Linked DNA regions of Sus scrofa: region 1 is linked to region 2. The links are chromatin contacts, called in public Hi-C maps. All regions are on one chromosome and are shown on one strand. Each heading gives the region's core, a stretch centred on a gene start, on an enhancer-like site or on the middle of the called end of the contact. The rest is flanking DNA. Distances are from core to core; before and after follow the strand shown. Region 1 holds the start of MTFR1 (mitochondrial fission regulator 1). Region 2 holds the start of TRIM55 (tripartite motif containing 55).

The links. Hi-C and Micro-C count contacts between places; a contact is called where the count stands out from the background.
Region 1: a contact with region 2 is called in a Hi-C map of skeletal muscle, with 2.3 times the contacts expected there. The contact joins the promoter of MTFR1 here to the promoter of TRIM55 in region 2. A contact is called at or near these places in 2 of 5 promoter capture datasets (fetal liver and liver), 4 of 47 Hi-C or Micro-C datasets (embryonic fibroblasts, skeletal muscle and subcutaneous adipose tissue) and 1 of 2 datasets of contacts at active chromatin or transcription factors (alveolar macrophages).

What each region holds. Positions count from the first base shown.
Region 1 is chr4:68,968,577-68,971,608 of Sscrofa11.1, reverse strand. It overlaps MTFR1 (mitochondrial fission regulator 1), which reads left to right and starts at 1,611. Exons shown (of 7, transcript XM_021089295.1): 1 at 1,611-2,045.
Region 2 is chr4:68,529,624-68,532,549 of Sscrofa11.1, reverse strand. It overlaps TRIM55 (tripartite motif containing 55), which reads left to right and starts at 1,661. Exons shown (of 9, transcript NM_001244691.1): 1 at 1,661-1,972; 2 at 2,498-2,670. The coding sequence starts at 1,805.

The DNA.
Region 1 (3,032 bases), core at 362-2,861, 440 kb before region 2:
CAATTTGGATTGGAGTCTGGAACAGAAAATTATGATTTTATAATCACATATATTTTTATCTTTATTTTTATTTTGCTTTTTAGGGCTGCACTCATGGCATATGGAAGTCCCCAGGCTAGGGGTGGAATCAGAACTGTAGCTGCCAGCCTACGCCAACAGCAACATGGAGTTGGAGCTGCATCTGTGACCTACACCATAGCTCACATCAATGCTGAGGAACGCCAGGGATCAAACCCATACCCTCATGGATACTAGTTGGATTCATTTCCACTGCGCCACAACAGGAACTCCCTGTAATCTTATAATTTTAAAAGTGTGATGACTGGAAGATTTCCCCCTAGATTAACTTTTGGCTCAGCACATTTCAAACTCTTTTCTCTTTCTCCACCCATGTGCATCTACTGCCAGGTGCCCTGGGACACATTCATTTATGAGATAGAATAGAGTGTAGCTAGGAGTTTTCCTGGAAGCTATTCCAACACCAGGAGAGTCAGAAATAACTTATCAGGGAAGTGGCTCCAGTTCCATCTCAACTCTTTCCCTCACTCAGATCCCCCAAAAGCCCAGAGCCACTCCAGGGCACCTAGAAGGGAAGTGTGAAGGAAAGGAAATTGGCATGGAAAAAAGCCTTAGCCAATCCCTGTTGAGGACAGCTCTAAGACATATGAGTTTAAAACTACATATGATCATGTGCATTAGGTGCTGGGGCCCCTTTAAAGAGTTGAAAACTACATATGATCATGTGCATTATTAGGTGCTGGGGCCCTTCCTTGGCTCTTGGAGAGAGCTGGTGCAAGTCAATGGCAGATGCTTCATTAGCTTCGCACTAAATCCACCCTAGGAAAATCTCATAAGCAACAAGTGAACTTTGTTAGATATATCGCCATGCTCTGCCCCTGCCCCTTGAGCTCAGATGCTTCTGCTGCTTCATCAGACCCCAGCCCAAGCATTCTCTTCTTCCAGATGCACTCCCTGAGAACCCGGGCAGGCTTAGGCGGGTTTCCCAGCCCCCTCCATACCTGGTTACAACTTTTGGTTATATAAATTAACCTTGTTGTTAGCCCGTAGGCTCACTGAGGGCGTGGTTCAAAGCTCTTTAAAATCTTTGTATTGTCACAGTGGGCCCCTAACAAGCCCTTGTTAAGTAGATGAATTAACGCTTTTGCTGAAGGGGGAAAGCCTCGCCAGGGAGAGACTTGGGCACCCGGATTAAAAACTTCAGAGCTCTGTTGTCTGCTTACGACCTCTGGGATCAATTACAATGGGAGGGTAAGAGAAACAGCCAATCAGCAATAGGCTCTTGAAAAGCCAAACAGAAATAGGTTTCTCCGCTCTACGTATGAATCTTTTGTCAGTCCTACCCATATTACCATGCTTAATATATTGTTAGCTATTAAGTGCAATGATCATATTTTCAAGAGAGAATGAATTGAACCCAGAGTGTCTTGGGATACTCAGCTACTAAAAATCACGTGTCCCAACGAATAAAACTTAAACATGTTAGAACCGAAGACTTGGTAAAGTAAAATCCTAACCCTTCAGGCACTTTGTACAATCCGACAGCCCTACTTCCCCTAGACAAACACACCCGAGATACGAAGTCCGCAAAGGCTGGGTGAGCACAAGTTGCTACACCGCGAGATGAAACAGCTCATTTATTAGCTTAACAAGGGCTAAGATTCACATCTTCTTTCAAGGTAATACACACTTGGGGCTACATTCAGAATGTGGGTCTTTCTTGAGGTTGAAGTTTACAAAGCACTTGCCAAGGCAGAGAACTGAGGACAAAAAGCAAGGTCCACGGGAAAGCCCACGCGATAGCCGAGCCCAACGCGTGCGCACACTGCGAGAGGCCGCTCCAGGCTCGTGCAGCGATCTTCTGGCCTTCCGCTTGCGGCTCCCGCCTCCAGGCCGGAGGGAGCCGTTGATTGGTGAGCCTCGCCCGGGCTCGGGGCGGAGATTGGGTGATTGGCAGCAACGCCCCGGGACGGTCAAGCTGGAAGGTGGAGTAGCTGAAGAAGCCGGCGGGCTGCCTCGCGCCGGAGGTAGAGTGAGGTAAAAACTCTGGAAAGCGGTTGGCTTGGGGTCGAGGAGGCGCCCCGGGGACGGCGGCGGGAACCTTTGGTGACACTCAGGGTAGGAGGTGAAGGAGCCGGGTTTGGGTTTTCGGGGAGGCCGGCGGGCTCCGCGTACCGGTGGGGTGTCCGCGCCGCGGCTGAAGGGAGGCGGAGATGTCCGGGGGCGGCCGTGCTGGCCGAGGGCCCTGCTGGGGCTGGAGCTTTGGCGGAGCGGAGCGAATTCGGCCGACTTGCCGGGCAAGGCAGGACTCACCCACCCGCCCACCTATTCTCCCCATCGCTGCCCCCTTCCTCCCCCGGCCTTTGGTCGGTCGTCGGGAGCCGGCAGTTCGCGCGCCGGCAGTCAGGCAGCGGCCCAGGGAAGGGCCTTTGCGGCAGTTCCCTTGGGTGTTGCGCTTTCCCGGGGGTTCGGTGGCGTGACTCGGCGGGTGCTCCTCCTGTCCGGGCCTCGGGGATTGGGAGGGAGGAGCATACCTGTTGGGCCGCCTGGGAGGCGTAACCAGCCTCAGCTGGCCGGCGTCCCCGTTTCACTTTTCGCCTCTTAGAACTTGCCACTTTGTCTTCCCGACCGGGACCGGGATTTGCATTAAGCCCCAAAGGAAAACAGAAAACACCTCGACCTTTGGACATTTAACAGCACTTTTTATTATGGGAGTCTTCAGACTCTCCAGTGTCACGAGGATAGTAGGAGAGCTCCGTGCACCCATTACCCAATTTAAAATCAGTAACTGGCCAGGCTTGCTCCTTCCCCCGCCCCGATTATTTTGAAGTATATCTCAGACATATTTCATTTCTTGTACATATTTCCTCATGATCAGCAATTGTACTTCTTTTCCAGTCATTTGCTTTGTGGAGAAGTTGAGTAAAATAAGGCACTTTTGAACGTGTAGATAGCGCTAATTTAGTTTGCGCTGCAAGACTGTGGGTAGTTCTCCGAAGGTAGAGTTTCATTAC
Region 2 (2,926 bases), core at 412-2,911:
TAACCCACTAAGCCACAACAGGAACTCCTCAACCAGTATTTTTTGAGGGAATGATTTCCTCTTAAAAGGATAGGCTTGGCTACAATGTACATTACTCATTTAAGTGCTTTTCCTGAGGTTGCAAGGTCTTTTACAATAGAAACTTCATTTTGTTTAGAAAAGAGTTCTCATGTCTTGCTCAGACCATCACAGCCCATGTGATAATAAACACAGTTAACGCCTCAGCTAGGTGAACTAATTACTCACTAAAAAAATGTCACCAGTTCTCTCCTTCGCTGTAGTTGCTAAAAAGCTATTGAAAGGAATAAGAAAATTCTCCAAAGATCTCTGAAAGGTTTATGAATACGCGTAACTTATTATTTGTTAATAGAGCTTATTAGATTCTCAGTAAGCGCTCAGTGCACTAGCATGAAGGGCACCCATGACCAGTCACAGCCCCCTACTCTTTGCTGGTAATTAAGTGCACGCTGGGGATGTGCTAACACAAGGTGTTCATTGCAGGAGGTTTTTAAAATCAAGGAGAAATAAAACTGCAAATTTAGCACATAAAAAATAGACGTGTTTCTTTTTCATTTTTGATCTGATTTTAAATATTTAAACAAAACATATAGCTGAAACAGTGGTTTCACAAAATCCCGGCAAATATCAGAACTGAAACTGATGGCTCAAGAAACAGTCCAGGAAATGGCCAGAGAAACTATCATTAAAAAAAAAAAAATCACCTTGGTAAGTGAGACAAATGCCAAGGGGTATAGGTATTTCAGACCAGATAAAACCCAGATCTGGAAGCAGGACTCGGTTTTCATGTCCACTGAAGATGGCCCTGCCATCTGTTCCCCACTGTGTGGCAAAACGAAATAAGGGGTCTGACCCCATGTCCCAGTTACTACTGTATTACTGATTGTCGATGGAAACTAAATTTAAATGTTTAAAGGCTGTCCAATTTTCTGGGCATTTTGGGGGTGGGGGTGGGGTATAGGATGAAAGAGGAGTAGGCAAAAGGGAGGGAAACGCACACTAGAGCTTTCTTTCACAACTTCTAAAAAAACCTGGATCATCAAGTGGCATTTGGATATTTTAAAATTTTGTGGAGCCTCCTATGGTGAAAAGATTAGCAATCAGTTTTTAAGTTGGAATTTTTCGCATTTCCTGACCCTCACAAAGAGGAAGTGGTTAAGACGAAGCGAGGCTTTTTAGATGACTACCTTTGTGAAGCCAGGATGATGCTCTTCAGGACCTGTTTTGTCTGTTTTCACCTCAGGCAGGGGGGTCATTGCTCCTTTTGGTGACTGGCTTCCTAAATTCTCAACACAGAAATGGCTTTCGTTCTACTTGGATGACATTCTCCCCAGTCCTGGAGAAGCCCGTCACCGAGTCCTTATTGAGTGCTCACAGAGGGCATAGCTCAGTGACTCGGCACGAACATTCCCATTTGTTGTTGACAACTGTCAGCGGCACCTCCCGCTCCTCACAACCCCTGTCTAAATGGCTTTTGCAGTCCTCCTTCCCACCCACTCTCTTCACTCCTTGGGCCAGGAATGTTGGCCCCTGTTCCCTGTCACCTGTCAGAATCCATCCTCCTGTCACTGGCTTATATGGAGAAGTCAGCCAGCTGTCACGTGACCCTCGGCTGCTAAAAACAGCTCGAGCACTGCTCTGAACCCCAGCCTGAAACAATGTCCTCCACCAAAAGAAACGTAAAGGACGCTTGATTGTACAATCCTTGGAATTATTTCCAGGAATCACTCGCCGAAACCGTTCGAAGCACGCTTTCCCTGGCAGTGCACACGGGGACGGCCAGGAGATGAGCGCATCTTTGAATTACAAGTCTTTTTCCAAAGAGCAGCAGACCATGGATAACTTGGAGAAGCAACTCATTTGCCCCATCTGCCTAGAGATGTTCACAAAGCCCGTGGTCATTCTTCCCTGCCAGCACAACCTGTGCAGGAAATGTGCCAGTGACATTTTCCAGGTAGGTTTGTTTGGAATCTAGGGGTAGAGGGAAAAAATGTTCTCATCTCCCAATCAAGTGCTTAAGTCTGAGGTGAATTTCTCTAGGAAGCGTTCTAAGGTTGCATTTATTTAAAACAACAACCAAAAAGAAAGACCATTTTTAAAAGTGATTTGCTTTGTGCTTTGCCATCAGCCTCCTCCTGGCTCTCAAATCTAATTTTATTAAAATATTAAGAATCATATTTGTCCTTTTAGAAACATTGAATCTGTTTCAAAATTGTAAATGAATTACTGCCCAAGGCATTACTGTTGGAGTTTCTGGCTGGAACTTTTGGTTATGAAAACGTTAGGTGGAAAAGGACCTCATGCTGAAAATGGCACATTGCAGTTGACCATGGGTGAGGGTTGGTCCTGTGTTTTGGGACCAGTTACTATCTCCCAGCAAGGAGTTGATGTTGTTTGTAGTAACTGAGAGGGAAAGGAGGTCCCAGGAAAGCTACCTGTGGCAATGCTCAATTCCTCTTTTCTTGCTCGGCAAGAACAGGCCTCTAACCCGTACTTGCCCACAAGAGGAGGCACCACTGTGGCCTCGGGGGGCCGATTCCGCTGCCCATCCTGCAGACACGAAGTGGTTTTGGACAGACATGGGATATACGGGCTTCAGAGAAACCTGCTGGTGGAGAATATTATTGACATCTACAAGCAAGAGTCCACCAGGTATGCGCCCCCCTCCCCTGCCCCCGCCGGCCGTGTCAAACACGTTGGAAGCTTGCTTTTGTTTATTTGTTTGTTTTAGTGGGTCGCTATACTGAATGCTTGTTTGCCAATCACGGGCTAATTGTTTTATAGGAAAATGTTTTTCCAAGTCAGTCCTTACCAATGGGAGAGAGAGTTGCTCTTGGGAGGAGAGAAGGAAGCTGGTGCCCATGCTTTTCTATCAATTTAAGAATGAAGTAACTCATTATCACTAATC